Linked DNA regions of Mus musculus: regions 1, 2, 4, 5 and 6 are each linked to region 3. A link is a contact called in public HiChIP or PLAC-seq and promoter capture Hi-C data. All regions are on one chromosome and are shown on one strand. The core of a region is the stretch at or near the end of the contact, and the rest is flanking DNA. Distances in the headings are between cores, read along the strand shown.

Region 1 (2,700 bases), core at 18-2,517, 620 kb before region 3:
TTCTCTACTAGTTAATAAACACTTAGTAAGCAGCCTCCAGCTGATGGGAACCAATAAATCCAAAATGAAAAAAAATATATGCCCAAATGGCATGTACTAATGGACAAATCTAAATTTAATTTGATGAGAATAAATAAAGAATTCCTTTCTTGGTTAAAACAACAAACAAACAAACAAAAACCAATGATTTGTAGTTCATAACCACCTCCCTTCCCGTAGGGAACATTAAGACCAAGTTTTCTGCACAAAGATTTATTTGCCCCAGAGGGACAGATAAGGAACAAACACAGGAGATAGAGGAAGAGGGAGAAGGAACAGCAACAATGGAGAGGGGGCAGAGACAAGGGAGAAAGGGAAGAGGTATTTATCCCATAGTGGGGGTGGTGGGGGCGGTGGGGGCAGTGGGGGCGGGGTGGGGAGAGGACTGTCTCTGAATAGGGAGGATACAGGCATGGAGCACAGGCAAATGGTGATTATAAAGGTAAAATGGAAACCCTCCATATTAGGATGAGGTGTTTATTTATTAATTTTTATTTATTATTGGGGGGAGTAATACAGGGTTTCTCTGTGTAACAGTCCTGGCTGTCCTTTGAATTCTTCTTACAGACCAGGCTATCCTCAAACTCACAGGAATCCGACTGCCTCTGCCTCCTGAGTGCAGTGCTGGGATTAAAGGTGTATGCTACCACACAAGGTGATTAATTTTAGTTGGGCATGTTAATTTGGTGAGTCAAAGAGGACATCTGATTGCTAGACTTCAATACTTTCATAGGTGAACCTTGGTAGTCAGCTTTGGGAGGAGAAGTGGCCAAATAAGGGAATAGATCTTGGGGACTGGCTTTAGGAATGTGATCTAAGAATTTTTAGCAAGGCAGAGGGAATAGGAGAGAAGGGAGAGGCCTGCTAGAGCTACATTTGCCACACTAGAGCTTCGAGAGTCCTGTCATCCCCTCCCACAAGGTGTATTTGGTAATGGGGAATTAAGGAGACCTGTTTATATTCTAAAGAACACTGCTTAGTTAAAAGTTTTGTAAATAGTTTTATGCCAGGACAAAATAATACTCTTTACTTTTAACCTGTGCAATCATTTTTTATTCAGACATTAAGATTTTATAACTTTCATTACTTCAAGGAAGGAATAGCCCAGCTGAATGTTAGAGGGAGATGTCACCTTTTAAGTTCCAAAACACAGCCGTATGTTGCCGAGAGCTTAGCTGTTCGACTCTTTGCCTTGTAAGCATGAGGAACAAACTTTGATCCCCAACACCCACATAAAAGAGCTAGGTGTGTGGTTTGTGTTTGTAGTGCCAGCACCGGGCAAGGAGATTCCTGGTACTTTCTGGCTAAAAGCCTAGCATATTTAGTATACTTTAGGCCAGTGAGAAGCTGCCTCAAACAACAACAACAACAACACCACATTGTAGTTGATGCCCTACAGAGCAACCCCAGAAGCTGTCTTCTGGCCTTCACGTACATATGCATGCAAGCATGCACAACTCCATGCATGCACAAAATGTAGTTATTGAGAAGACTCCAAATAAAACTAATGATTAAAAGCCATGCACACTTGTAACTCGGTCCATTTTGAAAAATATGATAATTTCTTTTTTATCCTATGCATCATAACTACTGGATTACTTAACATTTGACTATTAAGGCTTTAACTGAATAAAAGAAGCATAAGCTAAATCCAAGGGGAGTGGGATAGTGAACCATATCCTAGAAAATCCAAGAGTTCAAAGAGCTGAATTCCCAGCTTAGGTTAAAGTCAGTGTGAAGTGGCCCCACATTCCACTCCCAGAAGCCTGAACAGACAGTTGCTTTGGCATTGAGAAAAACAGAAGGAAGAGATCAGATGTAGGTGAGAGATGATAATCATATGTCTGCCGTCACTCAGTTTCCCATTGAATGGTCAAAGCCATTCTGAAGCCCCAAGAAGTTGAGAGTAGATTGGTAGTTACCAGAGACCAAGAGAGTAGGGGTTTTCTGGGAATGGAGGAGGGGTACTGAGGGCTTAATCATTGAGTTCTAAGTTACAGTTAAATAGAGTGAAGGAGATGAAGAGAGTTATTACCCAAGGCAACTGCTATAGATGACAGAAATGCTCTCATTATTTCAAAAATCTTGGAGAAAGAATCATGAATATTTTCACCACCTAGAATGACCAATGTTTGAGGAGATATTTTCAGTCTGACTTAAATATTACACAAAGTATAACGCTTCAAAATATCACAGCAATAGAAGATATCAAGTTATGAGCTTACTTATGCCATGTTAGTAAACTAACAAACACCTCCTTAGCAGAACCAAATGCAGGCCCTCTTATGACTTTATACTATGCACTACAAAAACGCTTGGATCTCAACATCCATCTTTGAATCTACTGAGGGCAAATAATTTGTTGCCTGTTGAGGTTATGCAGGCTGTAAGAAAATATCAGGTCAAAGCATACTCATATAAGGCAATGGATGACTGGGTGAGTCACGTGGAGCATAATCTAGACTTGTTTTTAAGAAACATATGCTCCGCCCAGGGAGTGGCACTATTAGAAGGTATGGCCCTGTTGGAGTAGGTGTGTCACTGTGGGTGTGTGCTTTAAGACTCTCATCCTAGCTTCCTGGAAGGAGTATTCTGCTATCAGCCATCAGATGAAGATGTAGAACTCTCAGCTCCTCTTACACCATGCCGGCCTGGATGCTG
Region 2 (2,700 bases), core at 63-2,562, 570 kb before region 3:
AATCAAATCATGACTCCTCGAATAGAAACTCAGTGTATGAATTCCATTTATTGTGTTCCTTAGTGTGCTCTAAGGTCTCACATCCAGGCTGCAGCGCTTGTTTATATGCCCTGCCTCATGCACTGTGTGCTCATATGTGCACTGCTAGTGTTAAGGATCAAAACTCGACCAATCACAAATGAGGAAAACAGTGACCTTAAAATAATTTTAGAACAGAACGCAATTGAGGAAATTATATGAGATAATGTGTCTAAGGGAGAAATAACTCCAAGTTCAAAGTTGACGTAAGTAACTTAACAAAAATATTCACCTCATGCAATTTCTTTGACAGGTGCTTCGAATCCAGAACATTTTATCCGAAGACCCCAAAATAACTGTAGTTTATGCAGAGAATGGTACCGTCCTGCAAGGCACCACGGTCGCCTCTGTGTACAAAGGGAAACTGCTGATTGGCACTGTGTTCCACAAAGCTCTTTACTGTGATCTGTGACAAGCCAGCTGCACGCACGTCATCGAAAGTGAGGCCATTATTTCAATCCTTTGCCATACTGTAAGGTGCCTACCACAGTGATCTCTGCTAACTAATGAATGCTGACCTTAGTCTCAGACATAAGAAGGTATGAGAGTTTCCTGGCAATAGATCCTAACTAGCAAGGGTTTCTTGAGTATTACTCTTAGACTACTTAAAGACACCACTTATCAATTAAAAAAATTTTTTTCACCAAAATGGCTAAATTTCTCAAGTCCCACATAACTTGTGTTCTGATCTGAATATGAAGATCTGTGATGAAATGTTCCTACAGGCTTATATGCTGAATGTTTGGTCCTCAGCTGGGGACAGTACTGGGGATTCTAGGAGGTAGGACCTCACTGACAGAAGTTTGCCCCTGGGAGAAATGCATTCACAGGTTGCATCTGGTCCTTAGTTCTCTGCTCTGAGCTTCCACCAAACACCAGGGCTGAGTTACTGTCTTACTGAAAGCCCAGAAACAGTGGAGCCAGAAAGTAGACTCGGACCTCCAAAAAGAGCCAAAGGAGTTTTTCTCCTTTTAGTTTTCCCAGGAAATCTGTGACAGCATTGGGGAAATTCCTTCTATGTAACTCCAAATACACTTTCCCATAACACATGCAATCTCTGAAACCATTTGAGTCTCGAGAGAGAGTGTGTGCGGTCAGCTTTGGGGACCATTAGGTCACAGAGGTACTTCTGGTGTTGAAAAAGTATTATCATGAAGACCACTCTCAATACCTCATAAAGTCAGTGGATGGACCAGTGCGGCCAGACTCTGGTTTCCCCTTTCTCCCTGCGACTTCCTCTGAAACAGACAGAGCTTCCGCTCGCTCCTGGAGGCACGGAGCTTTTGTGCATTGTTTCGCCACTGGGTCTTTTCAATTTTCCCGTAGTTACAGGGTGTGGGAGACTCTTTCGATCTTTGGGAAGGTTATCACGCCCGAACCTGATTTCTGTTATCTTCACACATTACATGGCCTGTTTATATTGGTCCAAAGAAAGAAGGAACTTGCTTCTTTTGTAACAGCTAAGTTCATGAATATTCTATAACTGTCAAAGTGCTGAGTGCCCCAGCCCCCAGCCCGCATTGCTCAGCTGATGCCAGAGATGGGTTTTGTCTTGTTTGGGTTTATTTACACTACTCTGGCTTTCCGTGAAGACCAAGAAAGAGGGGAGAGGAAGATAAACTGAGTTTTTAAAACAAAACAAAACAAAACAAAACAAAACAAAACAAAACAAAACAAACAAACAAAAAAAAAAAACCCAGAAAGATCAACAGCCCTCATGACTAAAAAGAAAATCTCTTCTTATACTGGTTATGAAATGAGAAAATTTTAAGTACCATTATTTGTCTGTTGTGAAGACAGAAATCCAGTGCTAGATTATTTCCTGGGTCATTAAGGCAGCCAGTTTAGGGATGAAGTATTTAAGACCCTTTCCATGGCATTTATCTGGTGGTGGTGGGGTTTTTTTTTGGGGGGGGGAGGGGAGGGTGGAAGGCATGGGGAATGTTTTGATGAGAAACTGAAACTTGTCGATCATTTAGGACCATAGAGGGAAAACATAAAACAAACCAGTTTTTTAGCCATGAATCATAACGCATGCCTATAATTCTAGACTTAGAAGGCTGAGGCAGTGGGACCAGGAATCGCAAGTCATGTTAATCTATGACTTCATAGTCAGAGCTCAAGAAAACCAAAATGATAATAAGTAAAAACTATTTGCATAAAAGAACTCCTTTCCTCACAATGCAATTTAAGTGATTTTAGTCTGCTTAGCACATGACACCAGGTAGCTGTGAGTGTTCATTTCCTCAGTGACCCTTGTTCCTCACATCCTGGAGGCTGGACTCTCGGAATCACTGGTTATGACTATCTGTGAGCGTGGCACATAGGAAAGCAAACTCCACATATTTCTTTAATAAGAAAAAAAAATCTCTTGTCTACCTAGCCTTCATTACACCTTCAGTAAAATGACCATATCCTCTTCCTTTCTACTGACAAATCAAGCTAAGCTAATTCTTTCAAAATTAAATATATAAATGAATCCATGGCATGCATTTAAGATTGTCCAAAGAAGAGCAAAATTTGGTAAGAGAATTTTTAACAGTTTCCAAAATGGAGGGAAACAAGCTCACATTCCTTACTTCATGAGGCTGAGACAGTTGAGTGTCTGTCTTCATCTGTTTT
Region 3 (2,882 bases), core at 339-2,838:
GCTCTGATAGGTCATCTGCTATGAATCTGTAGAGGACTGGAGAATTAGCCATAAGGATCTTTTTTAATTCAATTAAGCTATTTGTAAGATAATATATTTAAAAGATACAGCTATGATACTAAAGTTTAAGATCTGGAAAACTCAAGAGTAGGTAGAAACAAACCATCAAGTTTGACCAAAATGGCCTCCACTTTGAGAGATCATGTGAAATGGGAATACAGCCGAGACTCTAGTACTCTCGTGACTGGGCTGTACAGTATAAATGGGCCCAGCGCTAATGTGCACGTGGCTGTCACATTTGTCTAATTATCTCACAGTCACCAAGAGCTGTCCATATAATGACTTTTAGGATACCAAAGGTCAAAACCAAAAGATCCTATCATTATAATTTCCCTCCTACTGTCAGTGACTGTCCTGGTGGCATTTATCGTAAGGAAAGGGGAAAAAAAATCAATCAAAAAAACAAGCAAATATCCCTTGACAACTGAAGGATAATTCCTTCTGAGAAGAGTTCATTGGTTCCTTTCCAGCTTTCCACCAGTATGTAAACCCATATTGAAGGCCAGCTTTCAAAAGGCTTAACTATTTGCTTCGCCCGCTCACGTCTAGTCCGGTCAACTCCTTAACTCCTTTAAGAAACAAACAAAAACCAAAATCCTGCCTCAGTGTCTTTATTTGTAAAAACAAAAACAAAAACTGTGCAACCCAAACTCTTGAAAAGTGTTTGAAAGGCTGGTGGCACCTCCTCCACGGGAGGGAGGTGGGCCATGGGCATCTTTAGCCACACTGGCCCTTTTGGCAAAAGTAAGCAGGGCGGCCCAAGCCGCTGTCCAACCGTTGGGCCCTGAAGTGGCAGGGCAGGAGGCAGACCCCACGGGCGCACCGTGTGCGACCCCAGCATCCGGGAGGCGGTGCCGCCAGGGCTGCCCCCGGGGGCCCCTGGTTCGACCTCCTGCACCGGGGCGCGGGGCCGGGCGCGCCTCCGGAGCCCCGCTCCAGCAGGAGGTGGCCCCGAGAGCGGGAGGCTGGGGGCAGGGGCCCGCAGGGGTCGGCCCGGGCACGTGGGGCGCCGCGGGGCCGCGGGAGGCCGCCGGCGCGTGGGCGTGCTGCGGCGGGGGGCGGCCTCCCGCGCTCGGGGCCGCGGCGCCGCCTCCCCCCGGGCCGAGCCGGCCCGGGCCGGGGGGAGGGCCGGCTCACCTCGGTAGCGGCGGGACGCGAGGTGGCACGCTGCGAGCAGCAGCACGGCCACCAGCGCCAGCACCTTGGCGCTCCTCACGCTGAAGTAGTGGTTGATCTCCCGCTTGCCCAGGTTGTAGGCCAGAGCCGCCATCTTGGTTCCTCCATGACAACAGTGCGCGGCGGAGCGGGGAAGGGGCGCCGCGCAGGGGCAGCACTGGGGCGGCGGGCGCCGTAGCCAGCCGAGAAGCGGCCGCCAGCTCCCTTGCCCGTCGCCCGAACCGCGGGCCGAGGGGTCCGAGCCTGCGGCCTCCGTGCCGCCGGCCTTCCCCGTGCCCTCGTCGGCCTCCCCCCAACCCCGCCGCCGTTGCTCAGCCGTGCCGGTGCCCCAGGCGCCCTGGCCGCCTGTCTCCTCCCCTTCCTCCTCCCTGGTAGCCTCCTGCCTTAATAGCGGCTGCGCCTGTGACGGGGGTCCGGATGCCCGGGGCTCCGGGGTCACCGGGCCCAGACGGGCCTCCGGGGTCACCGGGTCACTGGCGGCAGCGGGCGGCGACGGCTGCACAGGCATGGTGACTGTATGGGTGTTGGGGGGGCAGAGGGCCAGGGCCTGCAGCCCGGCCCAGATGTCAGCTCCGGGGCTATGCCCAAGTGGACTGGCAGCTACCTGAGCCCAGGTTAGGGCAATAGAACTACTGTTCCGGGAAAAAAAAGTACACTCCCTGCTTCCCCCATCACACCCTTTCTGGACTTTCTACTCTCTGCTCTCCCACGGTCGTGGGGCCTTAACGGCAGGCCACCCACGACCTGTCTGGCAAGTTCCTCTGCACCTAAGATGCTGGCCAGGTGTTGGGGTGGCTGTAAATCCGAACACCCAACTCAAGTGTAAGGCCCATGTTCACCGTTTAATACTCAACTGCCCAATGTGCTGTTTGTCCAGTTGCAGTGGGTGTAGATGCATCCTGTACAGTGTGTCTAAGTTGGTGTGGATGTCAGTATAAGAGCCCCTTTCTCCTTTATGTTTACACAATATCTTTGTTGACACTAAGGTTGGCCAGGGTAGCAGATTGGTTGCCTGTGGCAATCCTTAAACTTGGTTAATGTTTTGTGATTATCAATAGACCCAGCACTCTGTGTGTCCTTTGAAAAGCATTCTTATTCATACCCTTGGTCTTGAGTTGCCTTGTAGACAAGAATGGCTATTTGCATGTTGTGGTTAGAACAAGTAAGTCATTGTTGAGTTGGAGGTGTTGGCAAGTCTTCTTTACAACTTTTAGCCAACCCCAACCTTGTGCTTCCAGACCCTTCTCAACATTCTCGAATGTTAGAGAAAAGGGACTTAGAGATCCTGTCGAGTCACTCCCATCCTCTCCACTGAAGGATTTTTAAAATTATGTTTCCAGCCACAATCATCATATGATGATGAAAGATTCTTGTCGCTTAAATGAAATCACATACATCACTGTCATAGATATAATGCTAATAAGCAATAAAGTTAAATAAGTGTACAAACACTTAGGCACTGTTCCCTGCAAGTGGTCGCTTAATTTTGGCTCTTTCTTCTGATCTGAGGCTGATCACATGCTGGCAGAATTGAATCAGATACGACAACAACCAGATAACTGGGCTAACAATATGTGGCCTGCCAATCACATCCTAGACACATACTATGATGTCATCAACACCAAATTAGAATTTCTGATCCACCT
Region 4 (2,700 bases), core at 87-2,586, 510 kb after region 3:
TGCAAGTTTATGGTTATGCAGCCAATGTAGTGACCCTGTGCCCTTGCTCAAACCCCCACACTTGTTTGGTGTGCCTCATTGTTCTGAAACTCTTAATAATTTTTGTCTTTGATCTTGTATCATGCAAATGAAGTCTAATGGCATAATATAACATGCTCATGTGCAAATGATATATTTGTAATAAGTGTTTTTATTGTTCTTCATTAATATGCTCTGGATTCTGATAGCCCTCTGACTCATCAAATTTTGCAAGATATTAAAAGCTACAAGGTGAAGATGGCATGTTTATGCTCGAGTATGAACACTTATAGTTCCCATAGTCACATGTTGTACTTGAATAAGAACTTGTGATAAAATCATCAAGGATCTTTGTTATATCCCCATACTCATCTCACATTCTGTATTAGTTGAATTGAAAATTATCACATAGCAATAGAAGCAAAGAAGGCGGAACTTAGACTCTTTCTTTCAGCCATCAAACCACAGTAAGCTGAGGGCAGAGTGTTAGTGCAATGTGTTTCTATTATGAAGTATAATGTGTGTAGTGAGGTGGTTCAGCAGCTAAGGGTACTTGCTGCATATGTAGCAGAGGATGGCTACATGCTCCATGGAAACAAGTATGAGGTATTTGTGTGTACGTTTTAAAAGCTCTAAGTAGGGTGGAGTGTTTAAAAGCTAAATATCACAGTTCTTTCCAGACTTAGATCAAATGCGTTAGGAAGCTGAGACTCCCCACTTCCCTACCCGGAAGTTCTACTGCAAGGATACATACATACATACATACATACACACACACACACACACACACACACACACACACACACACACATATATATATATATATATATATGTGTATATATATATATATTTTTTTTTAACTATTCCACTGGGCAGGATCAGGAAGGAAGAGGATTGATTTTCCTTTCCTGCTAAGAGGCTCAGACAGTAAGATGAGACTCTGTTTGAACAAAGTTTGCACTGACTTTCTCACCTCTGACTTTGGGTGAGCGGGAGTGCAAGGGAAAATCATGAAAGAGTCAACCATCATCCCGGCTAGGGAGGGGTAACTCTCCCAGGTTAAAGTTGGCACTAACATCAAAAAGTGCCATACTAAAAGTTCTGGATTAAGTAATGACCCAGAATAACAGGACTAGAGCCCCAGCAGCTGTCGCTGCCCTTCCGGAAGCCCCGCCCATTCCAGGCATTGTTCCTACCACGCCCCTCTTACCCAGTGCCCCAGAAGACGGAAAACTACATTTCCCAGAATGCAACTAGTAATCGCATTTCAGGACGCCTATATGTGTCCGAGTGACGACATAAACCGGCGCGGTGTTTAGACTTTACTGATGTCGTGGCGCTCTGAGGCAAAAAGTTGTTGCTCTTAGGAGCCCTGGGACTGAAGCCGAGGTCGGGTGACCCTGGCCCTTTCCTACTCACTCCTCCTTGCCCGCCTTTCCCTCTCCTGGCAGGATGAGGCGTGCAGGCCTGGGTAAGAACAGTGCTGAGGTTCGAAGTTTGGGGACCCTAGGACCTGCTGAGTCGGGAGCAGGGTTGTGGGAGGAGACTACCGGCCCTCTGTCAATGACTTTGGTGTTCAAAAGCGAGTTATTTGGGTTCTTTGGAGAAGGTTCTCTTCCTGTGTCCTAGTTCCGAACGGTTTCCTGAAGTTGTATTTAGACAAAAGTTTAAACCTATATGCTAGGTTGCACAGAGCGGTGAATTGGTTAGCATAAGTTTTTCTTTTTCTATGTGCTAGTTTGGGGAGTAACCCAATTTCCCAAGCCTTGCTGTTTCCTTTGCTTTACTCATTCTGGATCTTAACTTTTTTTTTTTTTTTTTAAGAAATGACATTTGGGGAGTAGTAAGCTTTAAGCCCACTAATAATGATGCGTTAGTTTGATAACCGTGAGTTACAAAGGTGAATTTACGTGTCCTTATTGTTAAAGTGCCTGTTATGAAAGGTCTGGGTCAAAGGCGAGTTACTTGGAACACTTCTGACCTAGACCTTGTCCCACTGCTAAGGCAGTAGATGTTGGTTTTGATGACTTAAATGGGTCAGGGGAAGGAATAGCTTAGTAATAACTGAAGTTCTTTCTCTATTAGCCATGTCTTAAAGAAGGAAGGGCAGAATGCTTGAAAAAAATGTGTGAAATATTAAAAAGGATGTTGCTGTTCTGGCAGACATTGGAATAGTAAAAAAAAAAATAGTTTTTAAAAATTTGAGGTGTTAAAGCCAGTGAATGGACAAACACTTAAAGTTAGGTATGAAAACTAAAGCCTCTTTTGCAACTCATAATTCACGGCTTGTTATGGGTTTTGATTATGTAAGAAGGAACACAATATTCATGACAGTGCAGAGACATGGTAGTAGTTTCAATAAGGTTGGTTATAGGAATAGAATGTGTGGACTTTAAAACCACTGAAAAATAAGGGCCTTGAATGGTGTCAGTAATATAGATTGACAGGGTTGTCAATAAGTAGTTGCATGTGAAGAAGTTGTAAATTTAGTTTTATGAATCCTTTCAGTCATTGAAAGAAATTAGTTCATCTCAAATAACCTAAAGAACTATTTTCAAACATGATTAGTCATATATGCCTACATTTTTCCAACACTAATAACAGCAGACATTTATTGTGACGCACCATGTGCTTCCCAAAGCTTTCAGGGTTACTGTGGAGCAGAAGATAAATTGCTGCGGA
Region 5 (2,700 bases), core at 144-2,643, 610 kb after region 3:
TTTTACATAGGCCCCTATAAAATATTTCCTATATGAATAAGACCGTGAGTTATACAAACTTCATGACCATAAATCCAGAAAAGAGAAGGAAGCACTGGTCCCCTTGACTTTTCTAGTTCTTAAGTGCTAAGCTAAACTAAAAACCAAATATGCCCAACAGTAATGCCATTTATCTAAAGGGTATTAAAGAGAATCTACACATTGGAAAATAGGAGTTAAACATAGCTGTTGGTATGAAATTTCTACTAAGATGTTTTCTATGCTTGTATCTTAATACATTGAGAATTCTTTTAAAAATGGTTTGTATTGACTCGCACTGAAGCAAGCAACCATATTTCACAGTGGGGTCAGTGCTGGGCAGTCAAAGGCCACTGTTCCCTTAGCTCCACCATCAGTGAGGGGGTTTTAAAACATGAAACTATGCAAGTGTGGACTCCATGTCTCCTCCGTGATATCTGTCATAATTCCCAATGAGTTTTTCCCAGAATTAACTAACATGAGCTAGTGCAAGTTAACATGAGCTAGTGCAAGTGGACTTGCTTTCTGTTTGTTTCCACATATTAGACACATGTGTGTTTCAAGCAAGAATTCCAGATAAATAAAGTATTTGTTACGAAGAATTAGAAGAGGGGGAAATTATTCAAATTCTTGCTTAGAAGCCATTTGTTCTGCATGGCGTACAGCACTGCGAATGCTCTAGTTATTTCTTGCTTTAGAAACACACAGTGTGCATAGTTTTGCAGAAATGATATTATGCTTAATAAACTTAAAATCATACAGACATAAACTTTTCTATAGTACCATTTCTTATCATATTTGGGGTTGTAGAACAAATAAGACCTAGCATCTTTTTATTTGTCCAATAATAAATATAGAGACATACTGAGATCCTATTTTCTGTGGAACTTATTCTAAAATCTTAAGTGTAAATCAGAGATAAAAGAGAAAAACTCACTTCACCCTCTAGAAACTTGCACTCTAGCAAGATAGGTAGATGATAGTATTTAAAAGTATATTATCCACATTTACCTGGTATCAAATAAACCAGGAAAAGAAGAACACGAGCCAAGCAAACAGGTATGAAGAAAGTTCCTGAGAAAACCAGACCAAACCAAACCAAACCAAAGAAATAAACCAAAATCCAAACACTAAACAACCAAGCAAAAAAACAACAAAACAAACACTCCCCACCCCCACCCCAATACATTGGCTGAAGCCTCTGTCTATAGCTGAAAGTCTCACTCGTGATTTTCTGGAAGCTGGAGATCAGAGCCTAATTTTCATCTACCCTAAGTTAATCTTTAGCCATGTAAAGAGCCACCTTTGTTCTCCTTTGTGTTTGACCTAGTGTCCCTGTAACAGGTGAAGCCCTTTGCAGTGTGCTGACTTGCCAGACCACTGTCTTCCGCCAATCAAATGGCTAACAGTGTTATCAGACAAGCATCTGAACCATGTCCTAGAGAATTTTCTGCTTAGCTGCCATCTTTTCTCCTGCTGCTATCACAGGTATATCTGAAATGTAGTCTTGCTTAGTGACTCTTTTTGTTTTGTTCCGATAAGAATTTCATGGAGCTGTAATCATGGTTGGGAAAATTTTGATTCTTTCTGAGATGTGACTGTCCCCGGGTTTGGTTTAAAGTTCATTTGCTGTATGTTCTGAGGTGGCTATTTAGGATACTGTTAGATTTTCGTTTTCTGTTTGTTTTCAATGTATCTGGTTTAAAATACCACGTTCCTTTCTTAGCTTTGTCCTGATATTCAACAGTTCTGGATTTTGTTTTGGGTTGGCTTTCAGACCTCTAAAGGCATGGTTTCTGACCTTTCAGTTTATTACATCACTAAATTCAGTCTGTTCCTCTGTTTCTCCTCCCTATTTGATTTAACAAGGGGAGAACGTGATTGAAGAAAGCCAGATTTAGCACAATGGGTTTCATATATGAAAGGTATATTAATTCACCTTGCATGTTTTTTTTTAATTTTTGTATGTTTGATTTTTGTTTTGGTCTTCTTGTTTGTTTGTTTGTTTAGGCTTAGTTTTGGGGTTTTGTTCTTGAGTTTTGGATTTGGGGTTTTGGTTTTTGGTGACAGGGATTCTCTGCATACTCCTGGCTATCCTGGAATTTGATTTGTAGACCAGGCAGGCCTCAAACTTACAGATACAGCCTGCCTCTGCTTTCTGAGATTAAAGGCGTACACCACCACTGTCTGAAGACATTTTTTTTTTTTAAAAAGAGAGAAAACTGAATTAAAAGTATCTTGCCTTTACATTGACTCAATGGTGGACATCTACTATCTCTACATTGATTAGTTTTGTGTCCTTAACTAAAGGTACTAGATAGGAAAATCAAAGAAAATCATACATACATGAGTATTTAAATTAAAATTCAAAATTACCCAAAGTGATAAGATTGGTAATTTACAAAAATTAGTAGGAGCTCTAAAAACTACCTGCAAGCTTACAGTGTTAAAAAGGTAAATGTTAATATTTAAAAGTTATATAAAGCCTAGAAATACATTTTAAATTAACCCTTATTTTTCTCTCTGAACATTCCTCTTCATTTTGTAACAGAATAAAAATCAGGATCACATAAAACATTATGGCCTGTTTTAGGATTAAAATGTGGGAAAGAGAGATGCCATTTTACACTAAGAATTTCCCCTTTAAAAGCTACTTTCCTTTAAAAAATATCATCACACTCG
Region 6 (2,700 bases), core at 7-2,506, 640 kb before region 3:
TCCGGAGCTAAGTAGTGGTTATTACTACACAACTCTAAGAATATACTAAAACGCACTAACGTTTACATTTTGCAAGACTGGATTTAATGGCATGTGACTCACATCTCAAGAAACTACCTCAGAAACAAATCTTATATTATTCACTTTGAAAATAGCAATCTTTAGTACATTTTGCTTGTTTATATCCCATAATTCCAAACTAATTTAAATATAATTTATTTGTGAATCCATTGAACACACAGATGCCATTGTATAAATGAAGGGGGTATCTCTCTGCCCCAGTATTTGTTTCTACTTACTAGTTTTTACTATTGTTTTCTTATCTAAATATATTCACCATAAAAAATGTATGCAACACATTCATTATGGAATCTGAGAGTCCAGAACAATGACTGAGACAGAATAGGAACTGAGCAAACAGGTATCTGGTGCGCGAGGGACTATGGATGTGATGGCATCAGACAAGTTACAGTAATACTCCATTTAATAAGATGGAGAAGCTGGAGTTGCCAGGAATGTGATACAGGGTTGACTTCTCTGAGTAACTCTGGCTGCTTCAGAGTTAGAAGGTAGGTGCTTTCATTTATCGCGTGTCTCTTACTCGGTAAAACTCGGGAAGCTCATTATACTTAGTCCCTTACAGCCACAACTTGTTTGCCTGACACTGCCCTGGCTAACGCATTCCAGTGAGAGCCGAGTAGTCAGATTAACGGAGACTATTTCACTGTATAGGATGTTAGAGTTAGGGATATCAGGAGCTGAATGTTCTAAGATAGGATCAGCTTATGGATTATCTGTCAGCCATACACTGAAGCTTCCAGACATTCAATGTTCTGTGATTGACAACCTATTTTATTTATTCCTAAATTAAGGGATTAATTCACAGACCAAAATGTCCCACAGAGAACTGTCAGGCTGTAGAACAAAGTTTATCTTCATTAAGCACCTCTTCCACCTAATTTGCCTGGAACAGCTAAATGTGGTCAAGGGCCCTGAATGTAAATTTCATATGTCAGGCCTCAGACCTGCTCCATTACATGTTCAGTAATTACATGGAGGAAGTGAACAGGAACAAGAGATACAGAACAAATTTCACAGTGAGAGGACAGGACCAGACCAGTCCCTCAAAACCTCAGACACACAGCTTCTAATAAGTCTATGAAGGCCACTACCCTCAATCCTCTTCAGGGCACTCTACATTCCAGAGTGAAAGCAGGTATCTGGGAGCATTCTTGAGGTTGGTGATGCCTAGGATTAGCTGGCTTGTTTCCATTGGCGTGTTTACTTTACAAGTCCACTGAGTTCAGTAAATATAGTTACTCTACTCAGGTATTTCACTTGTGTTAGAAGTTCGTTGTCCATCTGGGAAAGGGCTTATTTGAAAGCATTCGCATGCCCTGAGGTTTCTTGAACTTCTGTCGAAATGTAGACCTTTGTGACACACCCCAAAATTTCTCAGCAGACATGATTTGTTTGCTGACAAACCATCCAGGAGAGTGACATACATGTTTGCCTACCACTGAAGTTCCATCTCTTCTCTTTAGAGAGGGCGTGCTAGTGAGGCTGTGGAGACCATTGCACAAACACCCATGCTTTGCACCATTGCTTGGTAAACTTGCTATGTTGATAAAATTGCTGGGATATCCCCTACTGGAGTTTCAATTTCTCCAAAAATAGAAGCATCTAGCATTGGTGTTAATGACCTGACAGGCAGGCAGTACCATAAAAGCAGCCGTTGCACAGTAGTACCTGCCTATAAAATGCCAGCAACTCACAACTGGAACCTTGAAGCTCAAGATAAGCTTGGGAACATAGCAAGACCCCATCTCAAGGCAAAACTAAAGACCTGGGAGATGATTGGGTTTTTAAAGATGCCTAATAACGGTTTCAAGAAGCTCGCTTAAACTTCCTGGAAATTGTATCTTTCTTTGAAATGATCTCTCCCCTCCCCTCTCCCATTCAGACAACACTGCTTATCTTTATGTCGTGAATCACCCCAACATGGACTCCACTGTGGAGATATTTAAGTTTGAAGAACAACAACGCTCTCTCATCCACCTGAAAACTCTAAAACATGAACTTCTCAAGAGGTATGGAGTTAAAACCACGCGTCTTCGGTCTATTTCTTCGGGCCCTCCACTGTGCACCTTGCTTTCTTCCCTTCAGCAGGCGTTCTCCAGCTTTTGTTTCGCAAGCGGAAGATTTTTCTCTTTCTCTAAAGCTTTCTAAAGCTCCCTGTGGTGGGACTGCCCAGCGCCTCAGTAGACATTGCTGTGTTCAGGATTGAATGTCTCTATATTTTCCAACTTTCTGAAAGCTCTTTAATCCTATAAAGGTGCTCAATTAGATTCCCAGCTCCAATTCCAACCTCTTTGCCACAGCAACTCAATCCTGTGCTCTCCTTAAACACCTACTCCCCCTGCCAATCATCGTGGTAGATTGTGTTTTCTGAGTCTTACCCACTGGGTATTATAACCAACCGCCAGATGGGTTATTTCTTTATGTCCAACTCTTTAAAGAAGAAGCTGATAAAAAATTAATAAAAATAAATAAAAACAACTGGTGGGAACTTATAAAGATTACCTTAAGTGTGCTGACTCTGTGCCAAGTCAAAATAGTTTAACTTATTTTCACATAGCATTTAGTAACAAGCATAAGTAAACTGAGTCTCATAGAAGTTGTGGGCCACTTGGCCCTGTG

The links. Promoter capture Hi-C pulls out the DNA fragments that hold promoters and counts their contacts. HiChIP or PLAC-seq counts read pairs in DNA pulled down with a chosen protein or histone mark.
Region 1: a promoter capture Hi-C map of liver shows a contact between it and region 3, with 2.3 times the contacts expected there. The contact joins the enhancer-like site here to the promoter of Casd1 in region 3. A contact is called at or near these places in 4 of 39 promoter capture datasets (embryonic stem cells and liver) and 2 of 115 datasets of contacts at active chromatin or transcription factors (bone marrow-derived macrophages and large pre-B cells).
Region 2: an H3K27ac HiChIP or PLAC-seq map of microglia shows a contact between it and region 3, with 8 times the contacts expected there. The contact joins the enhancer-like site here to the promoter of Casd1 in region 3. A contact is called at or near these places in 8 of 39 promoter capture datasets (the 3T3-L1 cell line, HPC-7-derived erythroid cells, embryonic stem cells and 3 more), 1 of 484 Hi-C or Micro-C datasets (bone marrow-derived macrophages), 13 of 115 datasets of contacts at active chromatin or transcription factors (acute myeloid leukemia, bone marrow-derived macrophages, craniofacial prominence and 3 more) and 3 of 9 other capture datasets (adipose tissue, embryonic stem cells and liver).
Region 4: a promoter capture Hi-C map of neural stem cells shows a contact between it and region 3. The contact joins the promoter of Bet1 here to the promoter of Casd1 in region 3. A contact is called at or near these places in 4 of 39 promoter capture datasets (the C10 cell line, embryonic stem cells, neural stem cells and 1 more), 4 of 484 Hi-C or Micro-C datasets (CD4 T cells, CD8 T cells, embryonic stem cells and 1 more), 2 of 115 datasets of contacts at active chromatin or transcription factors (astrocytes and large pre-B cells) and 2 of 9 other capture datasets (adipose tissue and pancreatic islet).
Region 5: a promoter capture Hi-C map of liver shows a contact between it and region 3, with 3 times the contacts expected there. The contact joins the promoter of Tfpi2 here to the promoter of Casd1 in region 3. A contact is called at or near these places in 2 of 39 promoter capture datasets (both in liver).
Region 6: a promoter capture Hi-C map of liver shows a contact between it and region 3, with 2.8 times the contacts expected there. The contact joins the enhancer-like site here to the promoter of Casd1 in region 3. A contact is called at or near these places in 8 of 39 promoter capture datasets (the 3T3-L1 cell line, embryonic stem cells, hematopoietic stem and progenitor cells and 4 more) and 6 of 115 datasets of contacts at active chromatin or transcription factors (acute myeloid leukemia, bone marrow-derived macrophages, embryonic stem cells and 1 more).

What each region holds. Positions count from the first base shown.
Region 1 is chr6:5,218,213-5,220,912 of GRCm38.p6, reverse strand. It overlaps Pon3 (paraoxonase 3), which reads left to right. Exons shown (of 9, transcript NM_173006.2): 9 at 1-2,700. Among named protein-coding and RNA genes, the nearest start is that of Pon1, 26 kb to the right of the region's middle. Within about 2 kb of position 1,267, at least 5 of the 459 cell types and tissues checked have an H3K27ac peak or open chromatin away from gene starts, as enhancers often do. A contact at or near this core is called in liver, where this site is marked.
Region 2 is chr6:5,166,128-5,168,827 of GRCm38.p6, reverse strand. Pon1 (paraoxonase 1) reads left to right here. Exons shown (of 9, transcript NM_011134.3): 9 at 332-738. The coding sequence ends at 490. Among named protein-coding and RNA genes, the nearest start is that of Gm46949, 13 kb to the right of the region's middle. Within about 2 kb of position 1,312, at least 39 of the 459 cell types and tissues checked have an H3K27ac peak or open chromatin away from gene starts, as enhancers often do. A contact at or near this core is called in acute myeloid leukemia, bone marrow-derived macrophages and microglia, where this site is marked.
Region 3 is chr6:4,599,617-4,602,498 of GRCm38.p6, reverse strand. It overlaps Casd1 (CAS1 domain containing 1), which reads right to left and starts at 1,588. Exons shown (of 18, transcript NM_145398.4): 1 at 1,198-1,588. The coding sequence starts at 1,330.
Region 4 is chr6:4,085,566-4,088,265 of GRCm38.p6, reverse strand. It overlaps Bet1 (Bet1 golgi vesicular membrane trafficking protein), which reads left to right and starts at 1,336. Exons shown (of 4, transcript NM_009748.3): 1 at 1,336-1,489. The coding sequence starts at 1,471.
Region 5 is chr6:3,987,629-3,990,328 of GRCm38.p6, reverse strand. It overlaps Tfpi2 (tissue factor pathway inhibitor 2), which reads left to right and starts at 1,393. Exons shown (of 6, transcript NM_001381907.1): 1 at 1,393-1,506. It also overlaps a transcript of Gngt1 not described here.
Region 6 is chr6:5,236,262-5,238,961 of GRCm38.p6, reverse strand. Pon3 (paraoxonase 3) reads left to right here. Exons shown (of 9, transcript NM_173006.2): 5 at 1,964-2,090. Among named protein-coding and RNA genes, the nearest start is that of Pon3, 19 kb to the left of the region's middle. Within about 2 kb of position 1,256, at least 10 of the 459 cell types and tissues checked have an H3K27ac peak or open chromatin away from gene starts, as enhancers often do. A contact at or near this core is called in liver, where this site is marked.